3 separate regions of the Sus scrofa genome follow, and regions 2 and 3 are each linked to region 1. The links are chromatin contacts, called in public Hi-C maps. All regions are on one chromosome and are shown on one strand. The core of a region is the stretch at or near the end of the contact, and the rest is flanking DNA. Distances in the headings are between cores, read along the strand shown.

Region 1 (4,714 bases), core at 1,048-3,547:
AGGTTGTGGGGTCGACCCCTGGCCTAGCTCAGCGGGTTGAGGATCCAGCATTGCTGGGAGCTGTGGTGTAGGTCACAGAGGAGGCTCGGATCCCGAGTTGCTGTGGCTGTGGCATAGGCCGGTGGCTACAGCTCTGATTAGACCCCTAGCCTGGGAACCTCCATATGCTGCAGGTGCGGCCCTAGGGAGGAAAAAAAAATAGCATTTCCCTCTTAAATCTCTAATGCAGTTAACAATCAATACAGCAACTTGAATCTCCATTCTTCGTGTGTGTATACTGAATTTGGGAATTTTTACTTCAGAATATTTTCACTTAAACTGATGTTCTATACACATATAGATCAGAGAAGGTACTTATAAGAAGGCTTCAACATTTAAGTACAGTGACTAAATATTTAATGGGAAGAAAAAGATCTATATTTATATGTTACCTGTCCTATAAATACAGGATCAGTAGGATGCTTGATGTCTTACAGATTTTCTTCCTTTTGTTATTTAACTATTCGCTAACATTCTCACTCCACCTTCTCATTCAAACCTCTGAATTCTGAAGCTGATTGCCTTACATCAGAAGCTGCAGCATCTTAAATATAGTAACAGTATTTATTTTTGAATCAAATTCAGTCAGTTAATCAACAAACCATAGTGGCTTACTTGATATCTAAATATGTTGATTGAAGCCTTTCAACTTTTCCAGAGCTGACTCATTTTTACTAGGATATTGAAGGGATGCTCTGGGCTTATCTTCTTAAGAAAGCAGTCTCCAGCCACCCTTGTCTTTTCCCTTTAGAACTTTTTTTTAAACCATTTTTTTTTTTTTTTTTTTTTGGAAAGTACCAAACACCAGCAGTGACATCTAGTGCCTGAATCCAAAAGGAATCTGGAACTACTAGATTGTTCTTCCATCGCCCTGGCTGACAGATGGTGTTCATTCCAACACTAAGATTTCTTGAGTTTCTCTGTGATAATTCCTTTAAGCTCTTCTTGTCTAAGATGCACAGCAAACTCACTATGTCAATATTATGCTCATTTTGTGTGGATTAGCAAGAGACCTGAGATTAGCAAGAGCCAAGGCTCACAAGTCTTTGCACTTACTCCTCCTTCCTGCTGATGAGAAAGAGTACTCCTCTGTGACCACTATCCTTAACCTCAGATCTGAAAATGTGCAGAATGAAGTATTCAGATTGGCCCCGGATGATTCAATATGGGAGGGGAGGGCCAGAAACCCTGAAGATTTTCCAAAAGCCTTTACCTTTCCTAGAAAAGCTAAAGAAAAAAAAAAATCCACTTTTCTCTTAGATGAGAAAGCAAGAACCTGATTTCTCTAGAAAAATCCTAATTATGCTCCCTTAATTTTTGGTGAACACTTTTGTGAATTTTTTGGGTTCTGAATTCCCCTAATTGGAAGAATGGCCCCAGAGGAGAGGAGGCATGTGTGTGGTAGATGGATCTACAGGGGATCTGAGGGAAGAAAGCTAAGTGAGCAAGGAGTTAGTGCCTTTAATGAAGTCTTTGAGCCTCAAAGGCAGGAATGAGGTCTTGATTCAACAGAGAATGAGGACTGAAGAAAGAATGGTCTCTAGAGTTCCGGTTGTGGCTCAACAGTAACAAACCCGACTAGTATTCATGAGATTGCAGATTTGATCCCTGGCCTCGCTCAGCGGATCAAGGATCTGGCATTGTGGTGAGCTATGGTGTAGGTCACAGACATGGCTCAGATCCTGAATTGCTGTGGCTGTGGACTAAGGCCAGTGGCTGCAGTTCTGATTCTACCCCTAGCCTGGGAACTTCCATATGCTGCGGGAAAGGACCCAAAAAAAAGAAAGTGATCTAACTCTACCAAGAGGGAGATGGTGCCAAAGAAAAGGACCATGTGTACAAACACAGATACCTCTAGAAAACTTTTCTTTTTTTTACACATCAGTGACAATGCTGGATCCTTAATCACTAGGCCACCAGGGAACTCTGAGAAAAAAGATTTTAATAAGTAATTCTGATACCTGCTAACAGACCCTGAGCACTGCTGTAAGACCCTTCCCCCCGCCCCCACCACCCCCGGCCCACATCTAGTCCATCCCTTTTGCATAGAAGGAGAACAACTCACAGCTAAGACTCTGCCATTGATAGGAAACACTGGAAAGGACGACCTTTATAGAAGCACCAGTTAAGAGCCACCCAGCATGAAAGCAGCACTGACTCCAGGAAATTAACAGACAAACTTGCTTCAACCTGAGGCCGCTCCCTCTGATTGTGTGCTTAGCAGAGGCAGAACACAGAGGGTAAATATATCAAAGGTTTTCTGTTAATGAGTACTTCCCCAGCTTTCTCTCCCTTGGCAGGGGCAGAGGAATAGCCCAGTGGAATCGGTATGGTGCCCAGAGGATTAAGAGCTACCAAGAGCTGGTGGCAGGGATGCACCCTGAGGGAATGGTAGCCCGGAGATGCACCTGCAGGAGAAGGGAGAAAGGAGTTAAGAACAAAAGAGAAAAAAAGAGAGAGAGAGAGAGAAGGAATTCCAGGACCCCACGTATGGGCAGACTTATTCATGACACAAATGCGACGCTCTCTGTTTCATACTAAAAAGTAAAGCCAAGGGAGTCTTTGGAAGGGACTGGAATCCAGCACTAGCAGGTCGAAGTCGGTTCTGTGTTAAAGGCCCATGGTATGCAATCTCCTGGTGGCCTGCCTACTTCCAGAGGGAATCAGCTTTTCTTCTCCAACAGCACCACCTGGGGGTTAACAATAGGAACAGATCAGGGCTGCCCTATAACTTCCTCATTTTTCATCCTTTAAAGAGATCATGCCCACGTCAATTTTTTTTCCTAAAGTTTTGGGGGGTTTGTTTGTTCGTTTGTTCTTCCATTTTTAGCTGCCCCTGTGGTATGTGGAAGTTCCCAGGCCAGAGATAAAATATGAGCCAGAACTGCTGAACTACACTGCAGCTGCAGCAATGCTGGATCCTTAAACCCCTGCTCTGGGCCAGGTATTGAACCAGCCCCTCCACAGAGACAATCTGGATTACTGACCCACTGTGCCACAGTGGGAACTCTCCTGAAGTTTTATTTTTTAATTCCTGTTAAAATATGCCTTTTCTTTCACCACATATTCTCCCTTTCAAATGCTGACTATTTACTGCAAGAACCTCTTTCTCCTTCTCCCCATCCTCTCCTGTGCTTCCTTTCTCTTAGTGCTTCTCTCACACCAGCAGTGTTGTTTTGGAAGATCTGGTGTCCAGAGCAGAAAGACTGCCTCAGTTTGAAAATATGGCATCCATTAAACTCTGAGGGAGGGACTGCAAGTGAATCAACTAGACAGTAAGATTTATACTCTTGCACATGGCATGAAAACTTGAAGAAGCCTTTCAAAGCACCAAAGCATGATTGTAAATAAGTTGTGAACATATATGTATATGCATTATTGTACTAACTCACATCTTCGGCTGCAAAAATCTTGTCAAAGTTTTTTTAAGGAGCACTGCACACTCTATATGATGCCAAGCTGACATATAAGTCTACACTCAGAGAGTTCTCGTTGTAGTTCAGTGGGTTAAGAACCTGATATAGTGTCTATGAGGTTGCAGGTTGGATCCCTGGCCTTGTTCAGTGGGTTAAGGATCTAGTGTTGCTGTGGCTGTGGCACAGGCTCAGCTGCAGCTCCAATTCAACCCTAGATTGGGAACTTTCATATGCCGTAGGTGTGGTCATGAAAAAAAAGAAAAAGAAAAAAAATAGCCTACACCCAGTCTTCTTCAGCAGCACAAAACTACTCCAGAAAAGTAAAGATTATACTGTGGGAGTTCCCATCGTGGCTCAACAGAAACGAATCTGAGTAGGCTCCATGAGGACACAGGTTCGATCCCTGGCCTTGCTCAGTGGGTTAAGGATACGGCATTGCTGTGAGCTGCGGTGTAAGTCACAGACGCGGCTTGGATCCTGCATTGCTGTGGCTGTGGCATAGGCCGGCAGCTACAGCTCTGATTCAACCCCTAGCCTGGGAACCTCTATATGTTGCAGGTGTGGCCCTAAAAAGCAAAAATAATAATAACAGAGAAGAAGAAAAGGAAAGAAAGAAAAATATCAAACATTGTGTGATTTTAAGGTGTAAAATGTGTTGACTTGATACATTTGTATATTGCATTAGCTTATACCTCTCTCATGTTCCATAATTATCATTTCATTTTTTTATGATAAGAGCATTTAAGTCTATTCTCTGAGCAACTTTGAAATATATAACACAGTATTACTGACAACAATCTCTATGTTCCAGAATGTATTCATCATCTAGTTGCAAATTTGTACCCTTTGACTATGTTATTTTAAATATGCATGAAAACTATTGATTTGTTCATTAAATAAGTATTTATTGATGTCTATCATGTGCCAAGGACTACTTTGATGCTAGGAACACTGATTAACAAAATAAAATCCCTGTTTCTAAGGAGGTTAACATTTAGAGTTCCCTTGTGGTGCAGCAGGTTAAGGATCTGGTATTGTGACTGCAAAAGCTTGAGTTGCTACTGTTGTACAGGTTCAATCCCTGGACCAGGAACTTCTGCATGCCACATGAGCTAAAACAAACAAACAAAAAAAATTAGCATTCTAGTAGGAGAAACAGACAGATGTTTTTAGAAATGAACTACACTATGCTACATCAAGTGCTATTAGAAAGTCATCAGGGTAAGGAGAAAGAGAGTAACAGGTGCCTCAGGGGAAGC
Region 2 (4,714 bases), core at 1,403-3,902, 650 kb before region 1:
GGCACCTGTTTTTTTTTTTAAAGTTCATTTTTCAGGTGTTCAAAAGGCTCTGAAACTTTTCCTTCTCTCCCAAATTGAAACTGAGTGTAGTGTCTTTCTGAATTTTTTAGTGAGCTTGGCTAAACCTTGTTTTGTATCATGAAGATATTTTACGTACTGTTTGTGTTTAAGTTTGCATTCCTCAGCCCATTTAAAAGCTTGACTGAACACTATTTAGAATTCAGTCAAATGGCTTCTCTCAGAAGCACTCATTCTGCCCTGTGTTCATTAATTTTTTCTGCCTCAATTTATAACAATTTTCTATACATAATTAACATCTTCCAGGCACCAAACTCCTAATTAAATATGCTGAAATGATTTAGGATTTGGGGCTATATTGTGATTATTTCTAGCCAACAGAATTAGTTTTCATCTATAAGATCTGTCTAGCTGTTTCTGTCTCTAATGAAGGAGAGGGTCTCTGTCACCTTGGACAGTTTTGCCTTAACTCTGGCTTTAACTGGTCAGAACAAAAAATAAGTGACCTCAGGGACCTCAGCTCTACTTGAGAAACCTTCAAATTCATCTTCACGTTTGTTGTTTTGGTTTTGGCCTTCTACTACTCTTGCCGGCAGTCTTGATCCTTATTGCTTTCTTGCTTTTTCTAGAATAATCTGGAAGTTTTAAAACACCTTACTACTGACATTATTATATTGATTTTATAAGCATGTTTTAAAATAAGGGAAGGTAGCTGTTTTTAATAATGAAAATACTGTATTTGGTATGTGAAATCTTTGATAAGGTTTTGGAAATACTGTAGCTTAAAGGTAATTTCCAGAAAGGAGGGGGAAATGGTGAGCTATTAGTCAAAGAATACAAAGTGTCAGTTATACAAGATGAGTAAATCCTAGAGCCTATAGTACACACACACACATACATACACAGAGGGCAAGAGAAAAACTTTGGAGGTAAATGGATAGGTCTATGGCATAGATTGTGGTGATGATTTCCTGGGTGTATACTAATATCTTTTTAATATAATAATTCAATGAATTTTATTTTATTTATAGTTGTACAACCATCCTCACAACCTCACAATCTTTCTTTTTTTTTTTGCTTTTTAGGGCTGCACCTGCAGCACATGGAAGTTCCCAGGCTGAGGGTTGAATTGGAGCTACAGCCGCCAGCCACAGCCACAGCCACAGCAACATGGGATCCGAGCCGAATCTGCTACCTGCACCACAGCTCACAGCAATGCCGGATCCCTGACAAACTGAGCGAGGCCAGGGATCGAACCTGAATCCTCATGCAATAGTAGTCAGATTTTTTTCCACTGCGCCACAATGAGAACTCCCATGCCAATGTCTCTTGATTTTTTTTCTTAAGCTTTATTTAAAAAAAAACCTCAAATATACATACTCTCATACTAATAGATACTGAGAAATGAGATAGAATAAAATTCTCTAGACCAAGGTTTTGGGGGTTTCTTAACTATAGCTCATTGGACAGTTTGGTAAAATCATTCTCCAAATAATATTTATAAATAATATGTACAATGAAAATATATAGTATTCAAAGGACACTAAATATATTAAAATATAGTTAAGATATTTAAAATTTATATAACGTGCTTCTTTATTAAGACATGAAATATCAAGGAGGAGTGCAAATCTAGTATAATTTTGTAATAGTGAAAATATAAATGATATTTCAAGGTATCTGCAAGAACTGTATAAGGATATGAACATACTGCCTTTTATTGGTGACAAAAGTTTTAACTACTGTGATTTGTTGCTTGCAGTCATAAAAGGAAATGCTAAATTTCACTTAGGGAATAACGAAAATAGAGATGTAATTTTTTTTTTTTTTTTTTTTTTTTTTTTTTTTTTTGCTCTTCCAAGTTCATGTAGCCCTGAAGTCTTGGCCTTGAGAATAAGAGCCTACCCAGAACTCTCAGGCCTTGAGACTAAAGCCCCCAATCTAGCTTCCAGCAGGCAGCATCAGTCGTCCATCCCCCCCCCCCCCCCCCCCCCCGCCCCCGCTTCCCCACCCCACACACCTTTTTTTTAAGGTGAAAAGGGTAGCACTTACCTTCCAGAGTCTCACACTGGACCAGGTTGATGTAGTCCTGCTGGGTCAGGAGGCCAGCTTTGCACCCTCGCACCAAGCCCTCCAGGTAGCCATGGTCCACATTGAAGTACAGCTCAGCGCCCTCAAACATGGAGGAAGCAATCACTGCCCACCTAGGCTGAAACAGCTCTGTGTCCTGACCAGCCCTGAAGACGTGCACCAGCCTGGAGAAAAGTACTTAGCTCTTGCCAGGAGTTATTGGGAAGTGATCTCTCAGCTGATAGTCAGGGTTTTCATGACTAGTTTCCTCCGCTTTCAGTGGCTTTCAACACCATGAGCTCAGTCCTGTTTTTACCTCAACAGTGAATCAGCTAGATAACCTTAGTGAACCCAGGAACCAAACCCCTGCTATGAGGCGGGGGAGGAGGTCAGGTGAGGGCGGGTCAGGGCTCTGCTCCTTCCCTACCAGAGCAACTAGCGCCTTCCCAGCTTCGCTACTAGAACCCCTGCTACAACTGAACATTTTGTAAACTTTTCTTCCCATGTAAGCTTCTGAGGTTTCCATTGTAAATGACATTAGTTTTAAACATCTTGAGAACTATTAAAAAGAAAGGAAGGGCTTTAAAAAATTAACTTAATGTAAATAGATCAAAGGCAAGTAGGCAGTTTGGAGATCCTGGAGAAGCTAGTTCAGCAGCATGGGGTGTTTGTAAAACAAAAGGCCAGGAATGCCTTAACCTGGCCAAAGCCTGGTACCTGCTTCTCTCCCCACCCCCAGTCTAGGCGCAGAGACCAGAAAACAGTCCTGGGAGCAGGTACACAGTCTTGTGATTCTATAGTAATAAGCCACTACCTTTGAAAAATACTAATATGATAGTATTACCCACATTCCAAATAAGGAACCAGCTCTCAGAAGCCCTGAGGCAGCTCAGAATGCAGTTTATTTAAGCCAGGACTTAATTGTTGTTTCATGCGCCAAAAAAGAGTGTTAGTTTTCCTCTATGCTTAGCTCAAAAATTCTATCAAATATAGAGTTCCCTGGTGGCCTAGCAGTTGAGGATTTGGCATTTTCACTGCTGTGGCTCTGGTCACTACTGTGACATGGGTTCATTTCCTGGTCTGGGAACTTCTGTATATGACAGATCCTGATCACAATTTCACATATGTAGTATTTCACTTTCACATATGTTGTGCCAAATTCTTAACTGAAAGGTCAGAAATTCGCCAGTCTCTTCTCAATATTTCCAAACTGAAAGAAGCTCGGTATGATTGAGTCAATGTAAATTCTGTTTTAGTTGTTGGAAATCACAGAGAACCAAACAGTGTAGAGCTTTGAACGTATTCAATAAACAGAAGTTATTATTTTCTTTTTCATTATCCAACCCTCCCCCCAACATACTCAAACTCAAAACTCAAATTCAGACTCAAAACTTGACCTCAAAACTCAAAGCATACTCAAACTCACACACACCCAAACTCCCTGGGTATGTTTTAGATTGAATTATATATGAATTTACCACTTTGGTAAATTAAAAAAATGATCGTGGAAGTTCACATGTGATGCAGCGGGTTAAGGACCCAGCATTGCTGCAGCTGTGGCATAGGTTGCAATTGTGGCTTGGGTTTGATTCCTGGCCTAGTAATTTCCACATGCAAAAAAAAAAAAAAAAAAAAAAAAAAAAAAAAAAAAAAAAAAGTTGCATAACAGCAATTTTATATAGTTCAATTTGATACAAACTTACAATCAAATAAATAAATTATTAAAACAAAGACATCATTTCCTAATTACTTTTATTTATGCACTTGAGGTAATTTATACCTCTTGTATGTATATGGTAGATATTCTGTCTAAAAGGGTACATGCAACTCTGGGTTTCATGATGTCCCAATGGTAGCTTAGAGGGGACCATAGTGGGAGTTTTCCACCATGAAAAGAGGCAAAAGCTACAAATTAGGGTTTGATTTGTTGCTGGTTATTGTTCAGAATTAAAATAGTGATGAAAGAGTTCCCACTGTGGCAGGATCGGCAGCATCTCTGCAGCACCAGCAAATGGTTTGATCCCCAGCCTGGCACAGTGGGTTAAAAGAACTAGTATTGCTGAAGCTGTCAAGTAGTTTGCAACTGCAGCTCAAATCTGATCCTAGCCTGGGAAATCCATATGCCTCAGAGCAGCCAAGAAAAAAAAAAGTGATGCAGAAAATGCCATTAATGGAAATTAAAATTAAAAGTGTGTGGTATCTATAGTTACATTGTGAATTGCAAAAAAATTGAAGAAATAGTCTTTAGTATTCAAAAACCATTGTCTGACTCAGCAAAGAAGCCCTCATGTTACATATGTCTTCATCATTTCATCTTTGTCCTACTCAGTAATATAAATACAAATATCAACCAACAATCATTGCAACTACACTTGCTTGTCAGTGGCAACCACAGGTTGACAGATACTAGAGATGAATAAAAATCAATGGAAACATACTGTGGAGTTCCCTTGTGGCTCAGTGGGTTAAGGATCCAGCATTGTTACTGATGCAGCTCTGGTTACGCTTTTGGTGCCAGTTCTATTCCTGGCTGAGGAACTTCTGTATGTTGTGATTCCTTGTGTGGATAAAAAAAAAAAAAAAAAAAAAAAGATAAAGTATGGCTTAATAAACAAACAAAAAAATG
Region 3 (4,714 bases), core at 616-3,115, 520 kb before region 1:
TAGTCAAGGAAATACTTAGCAGACAAATCCTTAAGAAAATCCCCTAATTATCAAGTCTGGGAGGGGTTGGTCTATAAAGACCACGGAAATTCCTGTGAGCATTTTGTAAAATGCTCTTTAGAGTCAGGTAGCTAATGTAGCATTACTTCCTTTCACCTCTCTCACTCCCCATGCTCCCCAACATAAGCCATAGCCTTGGCAACCCTGGAGCTGAGTGGTATCTTTGACCTACGCTGCAGCTGGTGGCAAAGCCAGATCCTTAAACCACTGAACGAGGTTCAACCTCACAGACACTATGTCATGTTCTTAACCCCCTGAACCACAACAGGAATTCCCACTACAATATGTTCTTATTTGGAGGAAGTGGACAGCTCCAGCTGAGCACCAACTCAGGAAAGATACTAGCTGTCTTGCTTACAGTGGGTTAAATAGAAGACACGCTGCTATGGAATCTCTGACCTTAAATGATAAAGATGATAGATACATTGGTGGAAATAAATCCATTAGCTGTCTTCCCTTCTAAGGTTGAGATAAAACGTTTTTTTTTTTTTGCTTTTCAGGGCCCCACTCACAGCACATGGAAGTTCCCAGGCTAGGGGTCAAAGTGGAGCTGCAGTTGCCAGCCTACACTACAGCCAAAACAACACAGGATCTGAGCCATGTCTATAACCTACACCACAGCTCACAGCAATGCTGGATCTTTAACCCACTGAGTGAGGCCAGGGATTGAACATACATCCTCATGGATACTAGTTGGATATATTTCTACTGCACCACAACGGGAACTCCATTTTTTTTTAGTACTTTAAATCTCCTTTCTCCTTCATTTTTGGTAATGAAAAGTATATTTCTTGCCCTTTTTTCCTAATTGTAATACAAATGATGGACAGTATTTTGAGTTAAAAAACTTATTTCTTGATAAATATCATAGATTTCCTCCACACTATAATCTCTGGACATAATTGATATCATTGCTATTATCATAAAAATGTAAGGACATTGTCACAAATGACAGTGCTGTACAAATCATCTAAAGCAAAATTTTTTCTCCTTTCAGAAATTCTACCTCTGAGAGTTTTTCCACATAAGATACAAGAGGAATTTGTTTTCGCTGGTTCCTCTTAATCATCAATAGCAAGATTATACTTATATGGGTATAATACTCAGTAATACCTGTACTAGTAATGTAATTTAGATGATATTTGGTAATTTATTTAGGTTTACAGAGCATCATTTAAATTTATTATCTAATTTAGTTTTCAAAAGGTATTATTCCCTCTTTTGACACATAAGCAAACTGAAGCTTGGGGAAGTGAAGGGAATTTGCTAAAGACGTACAGATGACAAGTAGCAAAGCCAAATGCAGGAGTATTTTGTCCACATCTCATGTGTACCATATTAGGGTTTGCAGAATAAATATAATACATGTTTTTGCCTTTAGGGAACTTGCTGTTTAGTTGGGAAAAATATTGATGCCATGAAAATAACTTGCATGGATGGCAGATGGATCATTGTCTTGGGACCAGAGGACTTTTGCAGCTCATAAAAACCTGTTTCTTTTAACTGAATAAAATTATATGTAAAGTGTAAAACAGAAAATCTTTTCACTGACAAAGGTGTTGTCACAGACATCTGTTGTCTGAGGATCTCAGAGACAATTTGAAATAAAGCTAGATTTACCTCCACATAAATGTTTATCAGCCAATTATCATGTCTTCCAACATCCATGCAATGTACAGCATAGATACACAGGGGAAGCCTGGTTGTGTCCTTAAGAAATGAACCCAGTTTTACATCCGGACCTGTGGCAGGACCAGCAGCATGACGCATGTCAGGCCTGTTGATTGAACAAGCTGCTCCAAGTGACCTCAGGCTCCGTCCTCTATAAAACTAGGAGGTTAATATTCAGCTGTGCTGTTAACTGGGGCATAAAAGTAGGGACAAGATTTGCAATCTGTTAATGTTTTCTTAAGCTCTTGTTAAGTAAGAGCTAAATCCACCATAAATGGGAGCAATATAAATTAAGCTGCTGTAATTAGCAGTCCAAATGTGTACCTTTGCAAAAGGTTATCTTTAATGCCTTTTTTTTTATTAACATAATCATGTGTTTTGGATAATCATAGCCATGGGGAAAAACTGGGAAATACAAAAGTCCTATTTCTCAGTCACACAGAAAGGAGTGGACTCCACAGCAAAGTATGGAAAATAATAGAGAAGACATCTATACATCTACCAAACCAGATTTAACAAATATTACCATATTTTCTTCAAATTAGTATTGGTAAAGAAATAAAGTGTTTAATGTAGCTGAGAAAAAAAAAAGAAAGAAAAAGGAAGAAAGAAAGAAAGAAAGAAAGAAAGAAAGAAAGAAAGAAAGAAAGAAAGAAAAAGAAATTAGTGTATTACAAATGAGCCACAACATAATTTGTTACAATAGTGTTGGGTAGTTAAGATATTTGGAGGGAGGAGACAGACCATTTAAAAGTAAGTTTTAGTATCTTGCTCTTTAAGGAGATGGTGTATGTAAGGCATACCCACAGTTTGGCACATAGGAGCTGTTCAAACACATGCTAGCGCTTATGAAGTTAGTGTTTGGGATAATCAGAGAATGTAGATCCTCTATCATTGTGTCCAGAGCCTTTCTTGCCCTTTTTTTTTTTTCTTTTTATAGCCACAGCTGAGGCATATGAAAGTTCCCAGGCTAGGGGTTCAATTGGAGCTGCAGTGGAGGCCTATGCCATAGCCATGGCAACACTGGATCCCAGCCACATCTGCAGCTTACACCACAGCTTGTGGTGACACTGCATCTTAACCCACTGAACAAGGCCAGGGATGGAACTTGCATCCTCATGGATGCTATGTTGTGTTCTTAACCCACAAAGCCACAATGGAAACTCCTTAAGCTTTAATATAGCTCTTACCTCACTGATGCCAATGCTGTTGACTTGACTGGTCTCACTCCTCAGGCTTGGAGCTTTCTTAGAATGAGGGTTTATCTTTCTCTCCCTGGCAACTGCTGCATCTCCTAGCAGACACTAGGTACTAAATAAGTATCTGTTAAAGTAATGCCTCTAGCCCAATGTTTCTCTGTTCAGTATTTCATATAGATGATCTGATTTTAGCTAATCAGAGTCAAAATTGAATCTCTCTAGATCAGAACATCATCTCTTACCTGTTCTCTCAGCAGCCTACCATACCAATCTCACCATCTCTCTTCTGCTTCACCCACCTTCTCACCTGTTATCATTCGTTCAGTTCTCATGATGGTGTCAGCAGACCTTTATAAAACAGAATCTGATTCTTTTGCTCAAGAAGTTTTGGTGCTTTCCCATGCCCACTGGGATAAATACATAACTCTTTTTAATGAAGTGCAAGGCCTTTTTGTGCGTACATACTTCCCTCTCCAGTTTCTTCTGTCACTTCCCTCTTTTTTCTTTATTTGGGGGGCCATGTTCCCTGCATGCAGAAATTTCCTGGGCCAAGGATTGAACCTGAGCCACAGCAGTGACAATGCCAGGTCCTTAACCTGCTGAGCCACTAGGGAACTCCCATCTCTTTTATATTACATTCCACCTGTACAGCAACCATTGGCATCCTCATCTCTCTAACTTTTGCATCTGCCCTCCCCTCCCCCCACCACCCCCACAACCATTTGCTTCTGTGCAGGAGTGTCTTACCTACTCCCCAGCTCACAGCCTGATACTTTTCTCTCTATGAATCTTCCCTCGCTTCTCACGGCAGTCTGAGATTCCTTTCCTCGGCTCTCCCAATCCCCGCCACTTCCCCACTGCCTCACCCAGGCTTACGCATATCTTTATTAAATCAAAATTCTTGTACTAAATTGAGTGTTTTCATGCCTATCTTCCCACAAAACCTTGGACTCTTCGAGATAGTATACTATTTGAAGGTAATAGTAACTCAAGATGTGTGTTGAACAAATGAATGCATGAAAAAATAAAAGAATTTGATAGATGTGACTATAAGAGTGTCTTCATAAAGTCAGAAATTGAAAAAGAAAAATCCTGGGAGTTCCCTTTGTGGCTCAGAATTAACAAACCCAAATAGGATTCATGAGAATGCGGGTTTGATACCTGGTCTCGCTCAGTGGGTTAAGGATCCTGCGTTGCTGTGACTGTGGTGTAGGCTGGCAGCAGTAGCTCTGATTGGACCCCCTAGTCTGTGAACTTCCATATGCCTCAGGTTCATCCCTAAAAAAAAAAGCAAAAAAAAAAAAAAAAAAAAAAAAGAAAGAAAGAAAAGAAAAAGAAAAATCCTATAATCTAGATATTTGTTGAAATGACTAATTCTCCATGTTGTGGTGGTAAAGGCAGCAGTGAAAGGAAGAAAAACTATCATGCATTCAGTGCTCATTCACCACGGGCACATAGACCAGCTGTCTTAATACTCTTTCCTCCACCTTCAGCCCTAAGAAAGAAAGAAACAGGACAACACGATTCATAGGAATTTTTCCATGACATTAAAGAATATTATGAAAGCTGCTATACAGCTGGTGAGTTAAGTGAAAATCAACTCTGTGATTTAATATAAACTGTCACTTATTTTGATAGAAAAGAAACCTTGTGTTTCTTTTCAGGTGTTCCTTGAAAAACGGACCCTGGTGGAGCCCATATTGGCTTCTGAAGATGGGATATGCATCTGAGTCATCCTTGCTTTCCTGACAACGCCCAACACAGGTGTACACACACTAGGTATT

The links. Hi-C and Micro-C count contacts between places; a contact is called where the count stands out from the background.
Region 2: a contact with region 1 is called in a Hi-C map of liver, with 2.1 times the contacts expected there. The contact joins the promoter of ATP6V0D2 here to the enhancer-like site in region 1. A contact is called at or near these places in 1 of 5 promoter capture datasets (liver) and 8 of 47 Hi-C or Micro-C datasets (embryonic fibroblasts, epiblast stem cells, fetal liver and 3 more).
Region 3: a Hi-C map of liver shows a contact between it and region 1, with 2.8 times the contacts expected there. The contact joins two enhancer-like sites. A contact is called at or near these places in 1 of 5 promoter capture datasets (liver), 24 of 47 Hi-C or Micro-C datasets (alveolar macrophages, embryonic fibroblasts, epiblast stem cells and 13 more) and 1 of 2 datasets of contacts at active chromatin or transcription factors (skeletal muscle).

The regions. Positions count from the first base shown.
Region 1 is chr4:51,396,189-51,400,902 of Sscrofa11.1, forward strand. No RefSeq gene overlaps it. Among named protein-coding and RNA genes, the nearest start is that of C4H8orf59, 71 kb to the right of the region's middle. Within about 2 kb of position 2,298, at least 6 of the 83 cell types and tissues checked have an H3K27ac peak or open chromatin away from gene starts, as enhancers often do. A contact at or near this core is called in liver, where this site is marked.
Region 2 is chr4:50,746,721-50,751,434 of Sscrofa11.1, forward strand. It overlaps ATP6V0D2 (V-type proton ATPase subunit d 2), which reads right to left and starts at 2,653. Exons shown (of 8, transcript XM_003125581.4): 1 at 2,071-2,653. The coding sequence starts at 2,200.
Region 3 is chr4:50,880,941-50,885,654 of Sscrofa11.1, forward strand. No RefSeq gene overlaps it. Among named protein-coding and RNA genes, the nearest start is that of ATP6V0D2, 130 kb to the left of the region's middle. Within about 2 kb of position 1,866, at least 3 of the 83 cell types and tissues checked have an H3K27ac peak or open chromatin away from gene starts, as enhancers often do. A contact at or near this core is called in liver, where this site is marked.